3 separate regions of the Mus musculus genome follow, and regions 2 and 3 are each linked to region 1. Evidence: chromatin contacts called from public Hi-C and HiChIP or PLAC-seq data. All regions are on one chromosome and are shown on one strand. Each heading gives the region's core, a stretch centred on a gene start, on an enhancer-like site or on the middle of the called end of the contact. The rest is flanking DNA. Distances are from core to core; before and after follow the strand shown. Region 1 holds the start of Pla2g4a (phospholipase A2, group IVA (cytosolic, calcium-dependent)). Region 2 holds the start of Ptgs2os (prostaglandin-endoperoxide synthase 2, opposite strand). Region 3 overlaps Pla2g4a (phospholipase A2, group IVA (cytosolic, calcium-dependent)).

Region 1 (4,495 bases), core at 715-3,214:
GCTGCTTAACTTTGATAAATGATAAGAAAATCCAGAGGTTTATGAAATGTCCCATGTCTTTGGCAAATGTGTGAATTGCTTTCTTTCTTTCAAATTTGTGTGCACTGGACAAGCATGTGTTCATTACCTTAGGAGAACTCCTGAGTCCTCAAAATGTTTGTAAAGGAGTTAGAGATCAAAAAGAAAGAAAAAGAAATATATATTATGTATATATAAATATATATATAATTTTACCAGCATGATGGCATACTGTGGGGAGATGTGGTGATATACAGAAAGGAAGGGAAAACAAACATGGCAACTTTTTTCTTACTCTTTTTTTACTCCTCAAGCATGTTTATTAATATTTAAACAATCGAACAATCTGCTTCAGGACTAGAAAAAACAGTAGGAAAGACAAGGGTTAAAGACAAGCCAATTTAGTTCTCTGACATGAACCTTATGAGAGGCTAAGACATGTGTTTCATAATTTTATTTTTTCTATTTAAAAATAAATATAAAATGCTATTTTAAAAACGTATACAGTTAAAATGAAAGTGTCTCTTCCCATAAAATATGTTTTCCTTAGAGGAAGTTTTGTAAAACTTTGAGAGAAGGCCATTAAACTTCTCTATGCATTTCACAATTATTGCTTAATTTAAAATTTAACTCTTCGTGAGCTCAATGAAAACAGAGACCAGCTTCATTGGCCAGGTCTCACTATATCTGTGATATAATTTCAGACTGGATAGGTCTATTTCATTAAATTCTCTGTGAATCTCTTTGACTGCAATTTCAAATGTATTCAACAAACAGAAGCAACACAAAATACACTCCTTTTTCCCAAATTAGAATCCCAAATATAATACTAAAATCCACCCCTTCTTTTTATGTTGTTGTTTCGTTTGTTTGTTTGTTTGTTTGTTTTTTGTTTTTTGTTTTTCGAGACAGGGTTTTTCTGTATAGCCCTGGCTATCCTGGAACTCACTCTGTAGACCAGGCTGGCCTTGAACTCAGAAATCTGCCTGCCTCTGCCTCCCTGGGATTAAAGGCGTGCGCCACCATGCCGGGCGAATCCACCCCTTCTAAGTGGCACATCTCTAATGCTGCTCTCCACCAGCCTTCAGTGAAAGCAGTTTAAACCAACAGCTAACATCAGGAGCATTTTTCATAACCAAGTGTCTGAAGTGATGAATCTATTTAAATCATTACAAATTGTAAAAGAAGTAAAGATGTTAAGTCATTTATTTCAAAACCAAGTCCCTTTCACTCTTCCATCTTTTAGATTTTAGAACCTCAGTTCTAAAATGATATTCACAAGTGTGCAACTTGATAGAATATTTTCCAAAAAACTGTTTTGACCTGTTGTCCTGTCACAAGTTACCCAAAGCCTGAGAGCAGCGGTGCTTGTTAGTTCAAGGTTAGTTTTTCAGTGTTATAAGTCACATCACACAGCAGCCCATTAAATACCCAGGAATGTTCTGCGAACATAACTCTTTTTATCAATTAAAATTTAAATGAGTCACCAAACTGCCCCTAAACATCTTTACAAGCAGCACTCAAACTCAGGAGTCAGGAATCACTGGGTAGCATCACGTGGGACACAAAGGCGCGCCAACTCACTTCTCTATAAAGACTCAATTTCCCAGCACCCGCTGAAGGAAACAACCTATACCTTTATTCCAATCTGCTCTTAGACCCAGGAAACCAAACCCTCCTCACTTAGAAGGAAACTGAAGCCTGCGTTGTGAACCTTTCCCAGAGGCAGAGGAGTGAAAGAAGTGAAGTTTTAGCACGCGTGGCTGCCTTCCTCCTGGGAAGCTGCCCACGGATAGCGATGGAAAGTGCAAGAGGAAGCAGGCAGGGAGAGTAAATGCATTGCTTACAGTTCCCAGAGTTAAATGAGAATCCTCAGGCTTCTCTGTGCCTTCTGGCTCTCAGTCGGGAGCCCTTCACAGTTCCGACTTCTAGAAAGTCTTCTCCGGCTGGTAGGAGGGGCTAAGAAGTGGGCTGGTCTCTGTGGATGTTAAGGTGGAATTCAAGCGAGCTCCTCTGGTGAAGACTAACATTCTAAATGGACATGTTTAGTTTTCAGAAACAGGCCTTTCGAGTCAGAAAATATACTTTAAAAATATGTGATCTAACTGGTCCTAGGGGTGTGCATGAAAATATGCTTTAAAAACATGTGACCTAACTGGTCCTGGGGGTATGCATGTGCGTGCCTATGTGTGTGTGTGCATGTGTGTGTGTGTGTGTGTGTGTGCATGTGCGTGTGTGTGTGTGTGTGTGTGTGTGTGTGTGTGAGAGAGAGAGAGAGAGAGAGAGAGAGAGAGAGAGAGAGAGAGAGAGACTGCTGCTGCTGCTGCTTGCCCTTAAGCAGTCACTACTTCCTCTTTTTTCCAAAAGACTAAAAGTGAAGTTGAAAAGATAATGCATTATGTTGAGAATTTTTAGAGTCTTTAAAAGGTGAAGTTTTAAACAAACCGCAAATACAAAACGCATATACATTTTACAGTTGAACAGTGTTGGACAACCTTGAAAAGCAAACCTGTTCAAGCCTTTCTCCCCAAACTCAAAGCCTCTGAGTTGTTTAAGCCCTTTCAGAGAATAGAACCCATAAGTTCCGACGTAGAAGTAACAACAAATCAGGAAGAATCTGCAATCTAATTTGAAGCATATAATAACTTCTATGTGAAGAAAGTGTTGTATCTATTACAAGCGTGGTAGCTCACAACTGTCATGTGGGAAGTAGAAAAAAAAACATGTATGAGTTCAAAGTCAGCTTATGCTACATAGTGAAGCCATATCTCAAGGCAAACAGACGTCCTGACAATTCATGAAATCCTGTTACTCTAAGTACCCTGGTTAGAATGCCTTCAGGGCTTCCTCCATATCAAAGGCAGTTAGCAGAGCCCCTTCCTCTCTACAACGCCACCATTTATCTCCTAATTAATATCCTCAATATTTCTTAAAAGCACATCTTTTCTTCTTCTGTTTGCTTTCTATTGCTGGGATAAATTTTTCTGACCAGAAGCAATTTGTGAAGGGAAAGTTTTATTTGGGCATACAGGTCCTGACAGTCCATCAGGAAGCGAAGTCAGAGTAGAAATTCAAAGCAGAAAACAGGAGGCAAGACCTGAAGCATAAACCAAGGAGGGATGCATTTTTGTTCTCGTTTCATAATTTACTCCTTTTTGGTGTCGGAGGCAGGCTCTCATGCAACCAAGGCTGGACTCAAACTGAACTGGCTAGCAACAGATGACTTTGAACGCCTGACTTTCCTGCCACCACCTCCGTGGAATCAAAAGCACATGCCACCCAGGCCTAGCAATTACACTTTTAAAGGCTCCTTTTCCATTCATGAGTAAAGTAAAAGGCAAATCTGACACCTCCATTCTATCACAAAGTACAAGTTTATGTGGTATGAATAGACAGATTCACGAAGTTAAGATAAATATGGTAATCCACTGCAGAAAATATGGCTACACGTAAGTTGTGTTCACCAACACTTGGGTTAGGAATTAGGTTACCCTAATTCCTTCTATCCACTTGCAGCAACAATTTCACGAGTTGTTTTTTGCTCTCCAAGATCCCTCTAAATTTGGTGCAGGGAATTCCTGTCCAATTTTAGTGACTCTGTCACAATGGGCACAAACCCCATTACTCATCTCACAGAAGGACTTCCAGGCACTGCAGGGTTTTGAAAATATTTATGCTGTTGGAATTTAAATGTGCTGACGACAGTGTGTAGTCTAAGCCCATTGCCTCTGTGTTGAGGCAATTCTGAGTAGAAAGAATTATCTCTGAGTAAATTTCCTGTATTTCTCAAGTAGCCAAGCCTTGAAAGATGTCACTAGAAGGTTTTTCTTTAGCACATCAGTTGCCTAGGGCCAAGATAATAACAGAATTCTTATATGTATGTTTATAACACCACTGCCTGCAAGCTCAGGAACTCTCTACTTTTCAGTCTCTAAAATACATGATCAGGCCTCAGCACCTACTTTGAAAAATCCTCATTCTTTACATTCATGTCATTTTTCTTCAGTTAGACACACTACAAAACGGATAATTTGATTTTTACCCAAATAACAAAAATAGTCACATGCCAGGACTTCATTTCATTTTATTTATCACATGGCTTCAAAGTCCACAGTTATCCCATTTATTTTTGTAAGTAAAGTAAAAAAAAAAAAGAATGTGACAACTTGCAACAAATATATACTGCAAACCGCTTTTTCCAAAAATTTCTGGTCATGGGATGACCCTTAAATCTTAGCCCTCCAGAGAGAGACCAAGGCAGGCAGGTCTCAGGGAATTGATGGTCAGTCTGGTCTACATAGGCAGTTCCAGGTCACCTACAGCTGCATGAGCCCTAGGCTCAGAGAAAGAGGAAAAGGGAGAGGGGAAAGAGGAGAGAGGAAAACAAACAAACAAACAAACAAACAAAAAAACCCAAAAAAAACCAAGGCTGTCCAACTGGCTCAGTGGGTTTAAAAACAAAACAAAACAAAACAAA
Region 2 (4,495 bases), core at 997-3,496, 140 kb after region 1:
CTACAACAGACACTTAAATATGTACCCAAGTGTACAGAGAACCACCAAAATTCCACACAGTTCATCACTACACTTGCTATATAATAAACATCTTATTAAGGAGCCTCATTACCATTGTGCTTTGCCATACAGAACAGTTTGAACCATCTTGATTTGGTTTGGGACAGTTAATATTCCCCTGTAACCAGTATTCCAATTGTGCCTGTACAGTGTGCTCTGGCATCCCAGACTTCTCAAAAGCAGCCAATTACAAAATACTTTCCCCTTATGTCCTTATTTGGACTTCCTTTCAAAACTGCTCTTGTCCTCCAGGTCTGAATTTCTTACTGAGTTCTCCTGTCATTCCGTAGTATATGGAACTCTCCTTACATCTGAGGTTACAGATTAGATCAACCAACTCAACCATACAGATAATTTTACTTGCATTTCTTCTATGATTATGTTTAATGTCTTTAAATGTCAAGTAGTCTGAAGGTGATTATTCTCTATGCCCTGTTTTTCCCCTCACTTTGAATTTGTAATGTTTTCTTTTTTTTTTTTTCTTTTAGTTTTTGTGAGACAGGATTTTTCTGTGTATAGCTGGCTGTCCTGAAACGTGCTCTGTGGACCAGGGAGGCCTCAGAGATCTGCTTAGACTCCTTTTTCTCCCTCAATGCTGGGATTAAGGGCCAACATCACCATCCACCACCACCCCCTTTGCCATAATCTCTTTTAAAACATCAGAATATACTTCTCTACATAATGGGCATACAATTAATATTAGATGAGGATGGAGTTGGTCAAAGTCAGTTGAAGATTTCACTAGAAAATGTTCGTACACAGTCAAGAATGTGGAATTTTATACAGTTCCTAGCTGAAGTTCGTATCAGGAGCTCTAACAAACTTAGTTTGACACCATGCACTTCCCGCATTTAAAATAAAACAGAAAACAAGAACTATTTAAAGGGATTCTCCAAAAGAAAACAGTCTGTGCTTTCAGTTGAAATTTCCCATAAGACTCCGTGTAAGAGGCTGGGAGTGCCATACCTGGACTGATTAAACATGACTAGAACAAAGGCCCTGGGTGACATGGAGTTTTAGTCACTGTGTCTCATGTAGCATCAAATTAGCTTGCACATGAAGCAAACAGTTAAAAAAAAATTCCATGAGTATTCTTACTTTCTGGGAGACTTCCGCAGAGTCAGGTATTTGCTAGAGTTTCCTAAGTGCTGCTTCTCATGGTCGATTGGATTCCCCCATGTGGATATTCTCCCCTTTCATTTTTGTTTTGTTTTGTTCTGTTTTGTTTTGAGCAGGGGTCTTGCTGTGTTACCCAGCCTGCTTCAAACCATTTTCCTGACTTAACTGTCCTCAGAATATAGTGTAATTTCACACTCTGTGTCATTTTTTTTATCCATTCACGCCAAGAACGTACAGTTTAGTTGAATTTTTTAGTTTCCTCCTTTTCTTATTTTGCTCCTTTTCGCTACTCCATCCTCACACCCCCTCCATGGCCAACACAAACACAGTAGGAAGATATCCAACACTATCAAAAACATCACCTCTCTAGGCAAATAATTTTTTATCAAACACTGTTTCTGAATGAAGTGAATTTTTTTTTAAGGTTAGGGAGAATAAGGCTAGTTATGGAAAAATAACTATTACCTTTTGATCCGTTGCCATAACATACTTTCTTGTAAACATGGACAGAAAAAGTTTTTAAAAGGTACATTTGAAAACAAATTCTTTCTAGTGATACATCCCGTGAAAAGAGTTGCTGATCAAAATGATAAAAGCTATGTAACAGCAGGGGGAAAATACCTTAAAGCAATGCTGTGGACACTTAGCATTCCGATGAAGTGGAGCTCAGCATCTGTCCCTGGGAAAGGCGAGTGCCAGGGGCTCCTGTGACTGCAGAACCCGGAGGGTAGTTCCATGAAAGACTTCAACCTAATTCCACCAGTACAGATGTGGACCCTGACAGAGGACACTCATTTCATTAAAAATAGAAGAAATTAAATTAACCGGTAGCTGTGTGCGTGCTCTGAGCAGCGAGCACGTCAGACTGCGCCCCAGTGGGGAGAGGTGAGGGGATTCCCTTAGTTAGGACCTTAGATCCCGGGAGGGGAAGCTGTGACACTCTTGAGCTTTTAGGCCCCCACTGGATGCGCGACTGGGAGGAAACCGGAGACCCCAAAGAGCGCCAGACTAGGCGCAGACTCAGCGAACCACAGGGCGCCTGGAGGGATGGAGAGGGCGGTGCAGCTCTCTTGGCACCACCTGGGGCAGCCAAGGGCAGCTTCCCGGCTTCCTTCGTCTCTCATTTGCGTGGGTAAAAGCCTGCCGCTGCGGTTCTTGCGCAACTCACTGAAGCAGAGAGGGGGAAAAGTTGGTGGGGGTTGGGGAAAGCCTAAGCGGAAAGACAGAGTCACCACTACGTCACGTGGAGTCCGCTTTACAGACTTAAAAGCAAGGTTCTCCCCATTAGCAGCCAGTTGTCAAACTGCGAGCTAAGAGCTTCAGGAGTCAGTCAGGACTCTGCTCACGAAGGAACTCAGCACTGCATCCTGCCAGCTCCACCGCCACCACTACTGCCACCTCCGCTGCCACCTCTGCGATGCTCTTCCGAGCTGTGCTGCTCTGCGCTGCCCTGGGGCTCAGCCAGGCAGGTGAGTTGCGCCCCGAGGCGCCCTGGGACTCCTCAGGCTCAGACCCCCTTTCTAGCAGTGTGGGCCTGGCTGTGTATTGGCAAAGAGCCTGGACTGCTTAAGTCCTGAGGAACTGCAACCCACTTTCAGGTTTCTTATTTGCTAAAAACCAATAGTCTTAATGGCTTACAGGTTGTCATTATGGTAAGACAATCTGATCAATACTTGTGAAAAGCATAGATGTGGGCAACTGAACAAGAGTGGCTGCTTTGAATACCTGTTAGAGTTTTTCTATCCACAGAAAAATCCAGAATACATTTTTAAAAATATATTTAAAATGCTAAAACTTGACTGTTTTAATTTTATTTTCTTTACACTAAATTTTGACTATTGCACTAGGTCGATCCATTTTAATATTTAAAGGGATGCTTAATAATTCTAGTCTGTGTGTCCGAGTTATTTTAAAAATGTTGGTAATGTGAACTATGAAGTTAGGTCCTCTGTGTTTCTTGCTTAAGAATACAAAGTTGCTTGCTATTTCCATAAACAGTTGATAAGACAGACTTAATTAAAATAATGACCTTTTTAAATCTGGGTCTACCTATGTATTTGTCAAACTTATCATTGTAAAGTTGACCCATAGTGACAGAATTAAATCCTTAAGTTAAGATGAGAACAACCAAGAGTAACTGACAGGATATCTTATTTTTTTAATGTAGCAAATCCTTGCTGTTCCAATCCATGTCAAAACCGTGGGGAATGTATGAGCACAGGATTTGACCAGTATAAGTGTGACTGTACCCGGACTGGATTCTATGGTGAAAACTGTACTACACGTAAGTTTTTCCTGGGGTATCTTCCTTTGGAATGTGGCCACATGTGTAACCATCATTCTGTAGATTTGTGTCCTATGGGGGAGGGGCCTGCTCATTCTTCCTCCTGCTTTGTCTCTCTCCAGCTGAATTTCTGACAAGAATCAAATTACTGCTGAAGCCCACCCCAAACACAGTGCACTACATCCTGACCCACTTCAAGGGAGTCTGGAACATTGTGAACAACATCCCCTTCCTGCGAAGTTTAATCATGAAATATGTGCTGACATGTAAGTACAACCCTCCCTTGTTTTCCAGCATCCTCCAACACAACTAGGCACTAGAAACCCAACCCCAAGAACTATCCTGACCTTTTCAAAGGGCTTGAAGTATACCTTTTCTAATCTGTTTTTCCCCTGAAATGTCTAAAATACAGTCATGAAAACCTGTAGTCTCTATTCTAGTTTTGACCCCTGTCCTTCATTCGTGTGGAGGAAGTGTGGTTCACTTGTTCATTGAATAAATACCCATGGCTCACAGAATTGTTCGGAACACATAGAATTGTTCTGAACCTTTGAAACAAATGGTTGACTAGGGTTTGGGTCAGAAGAGAAAAATAGCTGTCTGTAGTTATTGGTGAGGGCCATGCCCAAATGTCTCTGTCATCAGCTATGGAACAGGGAGTGGGTAGAAACTGAAAAGTCAAGACTACTGGAGCAGAATGTCCTGTGTAAAATTTAAGCTTTATTGAAGATGCATTTTCAGTGCTCTTTAAAGTTCAGCCATTGTACAGCAGGGTATCTTTGTCTGAAGGAAATCTAGTCTCTGTACTTGCTACATTGTACAATGATAATTGATATGCCCTTGTTGTTGTTGTTGTTTTTCATATGAGGACCAATGATTTTTTTTTCTTTAAAATTTCAGCCAGATCATATTTGATTGACAGTCCACCTACTTACAATGTGCACTATGGTTACAAAAGCTGGGAAGCCTTCTCCAACCTCTCCTACTACACCAGGGCCCTTCCTCCCGTAGCAGATGACTGCCCAACTCCCA
Region 3 (4,495 bases), core at 896-3,395, 130 kb before region 1:
TTTGGGGAATTTGTATTTGGACAGAGTCATTACTGCAGTTGGGAAATTGCTTTGGGAGTAGGGTGGGAGGAAGCTCAAGAGGACTCTGCTACTGTTTTAGAGACCTATCAACATCAAAAAGCCTCAACCTTCCCCCAAGAGTGGTCAAAAAACAGATGTTTGGGACACTAAAGGCAGAGACCAGTTACATGGCCACTCCAAAGCCCCCTTTATCCTCAATGGGACTGTTACGTAAGGTTAAAGCATTGACTTCTTACTTTCAGTTCTACATTGTGAACAAACATGCTTGGAAAGTTCAAAAAGCCCAAGACCCATGACTTCCTCCCACTCAGACCTCATGAGGCTCATCTGGCCACACACACACACACACACACACATACACACACACACACACAGAGAGAGAGAGAGAGAGAGAGAGAGAGAGAGAGAGAGAGAGAGAAGGCTTTTCCTTTTTTTAAATTAGGTATTTATTTCATTTATATTTCCAATGCTATCCCAGAAGTCCCCCACACGCTCCCCTACCCACTCCCACTTCTTGGCCCTGGCGTTCCCCTGTACTGAGGCATATAAAGTTTGCACGACCAATGGGCCTCTCTTTCCACTGATGGCCAACTAGGCCATCCAGAAGGCTTTTCCTAATCCCACAGGTCACCAAGCAAGTATGCTCCAGTGCCTAGAACAGAGCTAGGAGGACTCAGTTATGCGCACATGTGGTCAGTATCCAGCAACTTATCATACCCATTGGTAGAAACCTCTATTTCTTCCAGAGTGGCTAGTTAAATATGCTGTCACATTACCAAACCAAAACAAACCAAAACAAAAACAAAAACAAAACAAACAAACAAACAAAAAACCTAAAAACAAAATAACAGAAAAGAATTTATCCTGAAGAAACTTGAGTCTTTCATATGGTTAAAAAATATTGTTAGTCTCTGCTTGTAGAACCAGAGTCAAATATTACAGAGTCTTTTAATTACATGTTGGCAGAATGCATTTACCCATACATAAGAGAGACATAACACATTCTGGGCTTCAGATCTATTGAAAAAGACTTGAGTCAAAGGCCTCCTTGGCCCATTCATGTCCAGGTTCTGTGAAATAGATGAAAATCAGCCTACACACTTCAGATTGTTTCTTCTTCTTTAAAGATTTACGTATTTTATTTTATGTGTGTGAGTATTTTGCCTGCATACAATTGCACTATGTGTATGCAGTGTCTCTGGAGTGTGGAAAAGGGAGTTGGATCCCTTGTAAATATTTATAGACAGTGCATGGGAACCAAACCTGAGTCATCTGCAAGAAGATCAAGGACTCTTAACTGCTGACCCGTCTCTCTACTCCTGGCTTCTTTAAGACAATAATAACGTTATTAATCTTAGGTTGCTAGGAATTGGAGAATATTGCTAGAAAGTGCTGTGGACAGTGACTAGCACATAGAGAAATATCCTGCAACAGACATGTGCTCATACCATTGCTTATAAACTGTGTGTGATGAAAGTTAGGAAGCTATAAAGCTTATAAGAAGTCAATATGGGCAAGAATGGGCTCATTACACTGTGTGAACTGGCAAATCAATCCTGCTATTCAAATGACCTTCTGTATTTACTTTTAATAGTCTCTGTCTTTCTAGATTCTGGCTGGCTGCCATGTTACCAGTCAGTTCTGCTCCTTCACGCAGATGTATACCCTTGGTGCAGGGAAGGGTAAAACAGCCATCCAAAATGCTTTAGAACAGAAAAGACCCAGGGAATAGTACACTTGTGATGGCTGTCTGACTCTCTCTATCACACACACACACACACACACACACACACAGAGAGAGAGAGAGAGAGAGAGAGAGAGAGAGAGAGAGAGAGAGAACAAAGTTTGGAGACCAAGATTTTTTTTAGCTCAATTGGTAGACTATTTGCCTAATGTATATGGGGGCACTGTGTTCAATATTTTACACTATAAGAAAATAAGGAAGATAGAAAAAACTAGCAATGTTGGTATCACAGAGATATAATGAGATATGAATGGGAGATATATATTCATTCTAGGGTTTGCCTTTATAACTAAAAATCCAAGTCATTTGGGATAAGAGTGTGCAAGTTGAACCACTAGATGGCATATTAACACTATGAAAGCACTGAACAGGCTTCTGTTTCCTCATAAAACAGCCCTACTGCCGCCCTGGGAACCTAATGCTTCCAGGCCAAGAAAAACTTAGTATTAAATCACTTGCTAATTGTAAAGCTTTTAGAAGCTACGTGACACATCTGGATGAATCTAAAATGTCTTATGTAGTATCTGTATCTTTCTATCTTTTTTTTAAGCCAGGAATGACCTTAGAGGGTTTGTATAATTGCTTCTCTCCCTCCATGGGGTTTCAGATCCTCCCTTGCCAGTTTATTCCAATAATATCCATTGTTTCCTAACCTTCTGTATCCTCACTGCTTGTCCCAAGTATTATCCATGCCATCTTCTTCTACACCATTCAAGAGCTTTCCAATTTCTTTTTAAAAAAACAGTTCCCTTAATACTACAGCATTTTCAGTAGATAAGTAAAAAAAAAATTTTAAACTTGGAAAAGAAGATCTTCCTCCCTTCCACCGAAATGAATGATTTTTGAGGGGTCTATAGACAAATTGAGATGCTTATAGTATCAAATTAAAAACAGCAGTCCAGGAGAGAATGTTATGGTGTAACCTTACAGAGAAGACACACCTTTAGAGAGGAATAAAAATAATTACCATCATAAGAAGCAACTACTATTTTCATAAAAATTACTGTGAGGCTCCTGACTAATGTTTGATTTTATGTAAGTCTGAAATACCATGAAAACCAGGACTGTTAGTGTTTGACCACAGCACTGAGACTATGAAAGGCATATAACAAATATTTTCTAGATTAATAAACGCCCAGATAAACCATGAGGAAAATATAACTGGAGTTAAACACATATTATTTCATAAGCAGAGGAGGCAAGCAATTTTCTCCATGAATAACCATATAAAGCTAAGAATGGAATGCTGTGGTAAACGCAGGACATATGAAACACATGGAAACTGGTTGGCTTGGTTGGAAAAGAAAGTGAATGTAGAACACTAAGTAACAAGGCCACTTGGGAGAGAAATGGTTGACAGAGAAAAGAGTAAGGAAGATTTATGCCTTAAGCTCAGTCCCCACTCCAAAACTGTGACTTCTGGCATTTTTTCTAGTTTTTTTTTTTTTTTACTTGATTCCTATGCCTATAAATTCACACACACACACACACACACACACACACACTTAGATCTATCCATCATGCTTCTTTGGCTGGTTTTAAGTGTTGAATGTTTAGGAGAAAATATTTGGTTAATAAAGGTATTCATACTTTTGTTTTTGTTTTTGTTTTTTGGGTGTTTTTTTCTTTTCTTTTCTCTGAAACAGAGTTTCCTGAGAGAAAACTCAGGAACCTCTTACCTTAGCTTCCTGAGTGATAAGATTGCAACCTGGGCTTTTGGTTCTTTGGTGCTCTATGTCTCTGTGTCTTTGAACATAGCCTGGCACATCTAGTAATAAAGACACATTGAACCAATGTACAAATGAGATAGGATAAGGTCACACAGGGCATGAAAGGCAGATTAGTGTGGGGGTGTTAGGGTTCAGAAAACACACCCTCGAATGAAAGTCTCAGAAACAACAACAACAAAAGCCTTGGAAACATGTTCTCTTGTCTATTGTCTCATGGTCCTTTCTCTATTCTTCCTCAGATAATCCAGGACAAGTAGGGTCTCTCTTCCCTAAAGGGGAATATAGACATTAGAACTCCCATTATCTGAGCCCGAGGTCTTAAAGAAAGTCTTAGCCTTACTCCCTATCTTTCCTTCCCTAGAACCATTCATAAAGGAAGGCTCTGCCCCATCTGATGGCACATCCTATGGACCCCCCCCCCTACACACACACACTTCAAAGCATCCTGCTTCATACCCAGGACAGAATGTTACACAAACATGAGAAAAAAAAGTCAAACAAACCCTCTCTGGGTTTCTCTCAGAATTAGATACTACACATTCTATTAAAACAATCATATTTCTATACATGTCATATTTCTATACATCTGTCCATGCATCCCCAAACCTAAAATTAAAAAGTAGTAGTTCATTTTAGAACTTTGAATCTTTACTCTAAAGGATCCCATATTGTGCAGAACCATGCTCTAATGAATACACGAGGCTTTTCTCTACTTGATCTACGTTTTGTTTAGGATATTGGCCAAGACTGTGTGTGATGTGCAGGATGAACCACTGTCTCCTGTCCCCTGCAACCCTAATAAAATAGGGTCAGAATATTCAACTTGCAGATTATCTTTTGCATAGGCAAAAATTGTAATTTGTACCTAGCCAGTATAATCATAATGATGACATGCCATTAGGCTAAAAATTAACTCCTAGTACTTAAGACACATACTTTCCCTCCTTCTGATTAACACATACTTTTTAACACTATGATAGTCAACATCAACTGCCACCTT

What was found. A called contact is a pair of places that touch in the nucleus more often than the background predicts. HiChIP or PLAC-seq counts read pairs in DNA pulled down with a chosen protein or histone mark.
Region 2: an H3K27ac HiChIP or PLAC-seq map of the NIH/3T3 cell line shows a contact between it and region 1, with 4 times the contacts expected there. The contact joins the promoter of Ptgs2os here to the promoter of Pla2g4a in region 1. A contact is called at or near these places in 15 of 39 promoter capture datasets (the 3T3-L1 cell line, 3T3-L1-derived adipocytes, the C10 cell line and 9 more), 21 of 484 Hi-C or Micro-C datasets (3T3-L1-derived adipocytes, the C10 cell line, the C2C12 cell line and 11 more), 4 of 115 datasets of contacts at active chromatin or transcription factors (the HPC-7 cell line, the NIH/3T3 cell line, heart atrium and 1 more) and 4 of 9 other capture datasets (adipose tissue, liver, macrophages and 1 more).
Region 3: a contact with region 1 is called in a Hi-C map of embryonic fibroblasts, with 2.4 times the contacts expected there. The contact joins the enhancer-like site here to the promoter of Pla2g4a in region 1. A contact is called at or near these places in 6 of 39 promoter capture datasets (the 3T3-L1 cell line, the C10 cell line, embryonic stem cells and 1 more), 13 of 484 Hi-C or Micro-C datasets (3T3-L1-derived adipocytes, the C10 cell line, bone marrow-derived macrophages and 9 more), 6 of 115 datasets of contacts at active chromatin or transcription factors (the HPC-7 cell line, the NIH/3T3 cell line, bone marrow-derived dendritic cells and 3 more) and 4 of 9 other capture datasets (adipose tissue, bone marrow-derived macrophages, liver and 1 more).

The regions. Positions count from the first base shown.
Region 1 is chr1:149,959,326-149,963,820 of GRCm38.p6, forward strand. Pla2g4a (phospholipase A2, group IVA (cytosolic, calcium-dependent)) reads right to left here and starts at 1,965. Exons shown (of 18, transcript NM_008869.4): 1 at 1,866-1,965.
Region 2 is chr1:150,097,628-150,102,122 of GRCm38.p6, forward strand. Ptgs2os (prostaglandin-endoperoxide synthase 2, opposite strand) reads right to left here and starts at 2,247. Exons shown (of 5, transcript NR_015466.3): 1 at 1,801-2,247. It overlaps Ptgs2 (prostaglandin-endoperoxide synthase 2), which reads left to right and starts at 2,404. Exons shown (of 10, transcript NM_011198.4): 1 at 2,404-2,648; 2 at 3,347-3,463; 3 at 3,586-3,729; 4 at 4,364-4,495. The coding sequence starts at 2,597.
Region 3 is chr1:149,831,031-149,835,525 of GRCm38.p6, forward strand. The region is part of intron 17 of Pla2g4a (phospholipase A2, group IVA (cytosolic, calcium-dependent)); the gene reads right to left. Among named protein-coding and RNA genes, the nearest start is that of Gm23535, 130 kb to the left of the region's middle. Within about 2 kb of position 2,146, at least 22 of the 459 cell types and tissues checked have an H3K27ac peak or open chromatin away from gene starts, as enhancers often do. A contact at or near this core is called in the NIH/3T3 cell line, bone marrow-derived macrophages, embryonic fibroblasts and 2 more, where this site is marked.